Regions from separate parts of the Xenopus tropicalis genome. Here region 1 is linked to region 2. The links are chromatin contacts, called in public Hi-C maps. All regions are on one chromosome and are shown on one strand. Each heading gives the region's core, a stretch centred on a gene start, on an enhancer-like site or on the middle of the called end of the contact. The rest is flanking DNA. Distances are from core to core; before and after follow the strand shown.

The links. A called contact is a pair of places that touch in the nucleus more often than the background predicts.
Region 1: a contact with region 2 is called in a Hi-C map of neurula embryo, with 2.6 times the contacts expected there. The contact joins two enhancer-like sites. A contact is called at or near these places in 3 of 5 Hi-C or Micro-C datasets (brain, gastrula embryo and neurula embryo).

What each region holds. Positions count from the first base shown.
Region 1 is chr1:99,047,310-99,050,009 of UCB_Xtro_10.0, reverse strand. It overlaps a transcript of arrdc2 not described here. Among named protein-coding and RNA genes, the nearest start is that of arrdc2, 10 kb to the right of the region's middle. Within about 2 kb of position 1,274, at least 4 of the 11 cell types and tissues checked have an H3K27ac peak or open chromatin away from gene starts, as enhancers often do.
Region 2 is chr1:98,962,617-98,965,316 of UCB_Xtro_10.0, reverse strand. No RefSeq gene overlaps it. Among named protein-coding and RNA genes, the nearest start is that of arrdc2, 74 kb to the left of the region's middle. Within about 2 kb of position 1,251, at least 1 of the 11 cell types and tissues checked has an H3K27ac peak or open chromatin away from gene starts, as enhancers often do.

The DNA of each region.
Region 1 (2,700 bases), core at 25-2,524, 85 kb before region 2:
AATGCAACAAGCAAAGCACAATGCAACAAACAGAACACACAGGAGACCACAACTGCCCTCACAATTAGTCCTGATTTGTCTCACTAGTGAGCCATTGATTCAGTGTCCCAACCTGACACTGACTGGTTTGAATAGATTTTGGAACCTTCTGCCCATTTTTCTCTGTTTCATATTTAGAAAGGGTTGCACTTTATTTACTGGATTCCCTTTCTTTCTGATGTACTTGACTTTGAGAAATCTTATCGGGAGCTCTTGTTCTTAGTGTATCAGCTGCCAGTTTTGTCCAGATAAGCCTATCTTTGCTTTTTTATGTACTTAGCTTCCTACTGGTGACTTCTGTTGCCTGGTATAGACTGATAATATGCTACGTGCACTGAGGCAAGTCATTCTGGGGTTTATTCTGTGTCAAAAAAAAAGATGGTCTATGTGTTGCCTTTTAACATTAGGGTGGAGCTCATGCATATGCAATTACCTAGACTTGGCCAATAATGTTTGTGCAAAACACATATACAATAACATAGTAACTTAAAAAAAACACACATCCATCAAGATAAAACTTTTTATGTAAAGGAAACCTGCTCCTAGCTGATCCAGAGGAAGGCAAAAAAACAGCAAATAGATATGTCCCTTGATCCAGATAGGTTTAGTAGAAGAATTCAGAGACCCAAAATGGCTAATGCAGAGCTCACTGCAGTACAGTGTTAGTTGATTAGTTAGTTGTTTTGTATAGAAGGAATACTTGTAAGGGCTGTGGCACACGGGTAGATTAGTCGCCCAAGATAAGGGAGATAATCTCCCCGATATGACATCCCACCTCTCGAGGCAACTTTGACGATTTCGGCAAATCACCGGCGCCACGTATGCATTCCCACCGGCGATTTACATTCACGCCGGTGGGATGTCATATCGGGGAGATTAGTTGCCCGCGACAAGGGAGATTTCTCGCGGGCGACTAATCCCCCCGTGTGCCAATGCCCTAACTGTCATTCTCCTGACAATGGGTGCCAGCAATTACTGAGCTTATTAGTACAAAGAATAAAATAAGGGTAAACTTGGTAAGTCTGAAAAAATAAGATGGGAAAACTTCTTAGGGCTAATTTACCACCACAAGCACAGTTGTGGTCCCTGTAATTTCACAGTCAGTTTCGTGTAAAGCCATTTGTAAGTATTTGTGTTAAATGTGCTTCCTGCACTCCTGTAAAGTTGCGCTCTGCGCCATTCAGTCCTTCCTGTGCTCAATTCCAAATTAAGGACTGTTACACCTATTGACACAGATGGAACCCACAGAGCTTCCACCTTCTCCAGACCAGGCAGTAGCTCCAGGGTTCCCTTAGTGCCCTTTGTCAATAGGCGCAGCACACTTGGCCCAAAAGAATACAGCACATGTGTCTCTTGCACGCCAATCACTGCAAATTACCTGTTTGTGTCCGCAATGATGGTGGGGGAAGAGGCTGCATTGTGGGAAATAAAACATGGCAATTGCACTCGAAATTGCACTTTGCTTACTGCACTTGTGGGTGTAAAAAAGCCCTCTTATGTAAAGCAGTTTCAGATATACTTGACACTGCTGTTAACAACTATGATAACATTATAACTGCTCCAAATAAGGGCAAGAGCACATGAAGCGTTTGATTCACTGTGTTTTGTAGACAGAAGAGAGAAGCAGATCCATTTCTATATGTTTTCATGTGTAGCTGCAGTAACAGGCACAGCTTTCACGTTTTTCTGGCAAATCTCCGTTACACATAAAAGCATATAAACAAGTGGATCTGCTTCTCTGTGCCTGCCTACAAAAAGCAGGTGAATAGAAGTTGAGCAAATGCTTTGTGTGCCCATGCTTTTATTCTCTCAGTTATTTATAAGTTTTTCTTAATTTTTTTATTTTTTTTTTATATAATGATAGCTATGGAGTTGTGGAATTTTTTTTGATTACAGTCGAAAGCTTTACATACTATCTAAAGGGGTCCTCCATCCAAAAGCTGTTTTTTTTCTTTTGCAAAATTAAAGATAATTCTAGGCAACTCTCTAACATATATTAATTACAAGTGGTTTAAGTTATTTGTAAACATAAGTGCTGCTTATCCCATTAAGCTCTTAAAGGAGAAGGAAAGGCACAGTCATTGTGGGGGGCTAAATATTGGGCACCCTGCCCAGTGATTATAATGCCTTACTTGATATCCCAGGCCAGTGGTCCTGTTCAGTGAAAACTGCACCTACCCAGGTTCCTGTAGAGTGTAGAAGAAACACCACGGCATGATTGTCCGCTTCTTCTTTGTTCCCTGTGGCCCTTGGTCAGGTGTACGTGCGCAGTCAATAAGTGGCTTTATCACTTTACTGTGCATGCTCATCCAGATTTGAATGCAGGCCATTGCAGTTTTTAGCTAACAAGAGCAGCAGCCTGGAGTCTCAGGTAAGTGATAATCATCACTGGAGGGGGAGGGTTGTCTCCTTTAAAATAATTTAACAGGAGTCAGATTTTTTTAATTTTTTTTAACCACATGGCTTGCAGCATTGTTTCACGAGTTAGATGCAGAAAATGTAACCATCCAGAAAGGTAAGGTATAGAATTATTTTATATGCAGTTTTTAAAAAAAAAATAAAATGCTAGTTCTAGACATACCAAACTTCAGAGGCACGCAATCTGCCATTTCCCACATGCTCATATCAGATAATTGTGTACAGTAGACATGTTTGCAGTAA
Region 2 (2,700 bases), core at 2-2,501:
AATTAGAGGTTAATGCCTAGGGGGGCAAAAAGTGCTGGCTTTGAGTTAAAATATGCCTTAAAGGAGAAGGAAAGGCAAAGTCACTTGGGGGTGCCAAAATGTTAGGCACCCCCAAGTGACTTGAATCGCATACCTTTTACCCCGGGCTGGTGCCCCTGTGTGGAGAGAACAGCCCCGGGGTACCTGCAGCGGTTCCTGCCTCCTGCTTTGCGAGCGCATGCATGCGCAGTAGAGTGAAAAGCCGAACTTTAACAGAGAAGTCGGCTTTTCACTCTACTGCGCATGCGCCTGTTGTGTTAGTCTTAGCGAAACGAAGGCGGAAGGAGGAAGCGCATCGCTCCAGGTACCCTGGGCTGGTGCTGTTTTCTCCTAACAGGGGCACCAGCCCGGGGTACGAGATAAGCGATTAAAGTCACTTGGGGGTGCTTAACATTTTAGCACCCCCAAGTGACTTAGCCTTTCCTTCTCTTTTAAGCTGACCACACATGGGCCGATGCAAGCTTACTGGCCTGTGTATAGAGCCCAATGATGCCAGATTGAAATCTTGATGGAAATCAGGCAAATATCATACAGGTTTGAAGATCCAGTCGATTGAGGAACGCATTGGTACATTGATGGGACCTTTGTCTTATGGGTATATGCAGGGTCCTCTGTATGATCTGATCACTGGCCTGATTCAGCCCAGATCCACTCATTTGGAGACCTTACCAAATGAATGGATATGCCTGTGTATGGCCAGCTTAACCTAAAGATAGTGTAAAAACTGAATCTTTGACTCGGGTCCCTTACATGTGCCAAAATCATATCTGTAAAGTGTTTCAGTAGTGCTCTAACAGGCAGCATGAAGCCTGTGTGTCTGAGAAAAGTGGAATTTTCAGGATTGGAACTAGTAGTGACCCAGTGGATTTCAACTTGTACCAGTTTGTCAACAACATTTACTCAGTGATGCAATTATAAAGTCATTTATTTTATTGGTGGTAATTGTTCTTCTATTCATAGTCCAATACACAGAATCTGTAAATAAAGCTAAAGCATTCCATTCATAATACATTTGAAAACATTACTATCAACAATCTTTTGAATGAGACTTAAACCTAACAATACAGGTATTTCTGGATTAAACTTGCTCCTGCAGGGATATTAAGCAATGATAATTAACTATTAAATTTTTTAACAAGGTCAACACAAATTCAAATACAAATTAAAACTCACTTTTGGACTGTTTGCCTAAAACATGTATGTACATTGCTCTGTTGGTTCACATAAGCAAACAAAATTTGCACAAAATGGGCTTGCTTTGCCTCTTACCATTTTAAAATGAATTCAGATTTTTTTAGACTTCTGCCAGGTGAGTTACATCCATACATTGTATAAATTCTGTAATAATTCAAAATGGTAACGCAATTCTAAAGCTGGCCATATACATATCCTAAATTTTAGGATGCAGACAAAACAGAGAGTTGCATATTTCCATGTGACATTTTTACATTTCTTTCCTTAACAATAAATGATAGGTGTAATCCTGGCAGACTTTTTTCTCACATAGTTGGGCCCTTAAGGGTAAATATTCATGTTTCAATTCTACTAGTGCACAAATGCTAGTCAGATGAAAAGCAACTCTGGGGGTCTTGCTGTCTGCCAGTGGAGTTACTAAATTAGCTGGTTATAATACACCAAAATCAGTTATGTTCCATTGGCCATGAAAAACAAACTTTTATTCTTATATCCTTCTTTATCCATAACTGCCCATCCTCACCAGTTACCCTTGATTTGCTCGCTTGATTCTGTAAATGGAACCTTGAAAAAGAATAAGAAACAGAAGAAAGAGTGGGAGGTGGTTGGAGTTCTTGCTGCCTGATTGCAACAGCATGATGTGGGCTGTTAAAAAGTGGAAGGCAGGTCTTGGTTGGTGCCTGCCTCCAGCTAAGTTTCAAGGATGATCATCTCCAGTTTTGAGTTTAAATGCTTATTCAAGAAAATGTAGTAAATGTAGGGCTGTATTTACCATATTCATTATAGTGTATTCAACACTTGAGGGCCAGTGCCTTGGGTAGCAGCTTTAGGGGGCAGCCCCCGATGCCTATATGGTAAATACATTTTTCTTTGTGAAAAAAAATCTTTCTACTGCCACCAGATCCTTTCCTATTAAATCCGGGGGCAGAGCTAGGGGGTACCTGGTCAGCACTGTGGGTAAATGTGACGTCACTTAAGGCATGTTGCATAATGATGTCACTTCCACCGAGGGGCGCAGCAGGTATCTAGGGCAGACCAGACCAAAAAAAACCACCCTGACCTGCCAGTACGCCCATCAGAATTCTAGTCACGTATTGCTGCACATGAGGTAATTGTTACATAAGATTCAATGCTTAAGGCCAGGGGCATCCTGATTAAATTTCCTCAGCCTGTGTTTTGTACACAAATGGAGGGAAGCACCACTCTAGGCATATAGGGCCTGGGGTGGCAACATTAGGGGGGTAGCCCGTGGGTACCTATATAATTGATGATTTTTTAAAGAAAACATAAGAATTTTCCCCAGCCGCTACCAAAGACTAGCTGTGTTAATCCAGCAGCTCAGCTTGGGGCATGAGGGCACCTGGTAAATAGTGGCGGAAGTGATGTCACACGTAGGGGAAGGGACGTCATGTGTAGCGCAAGTGATGTCACATGTATTGGAAGTGACATCAAGTACAGTCGTACAGT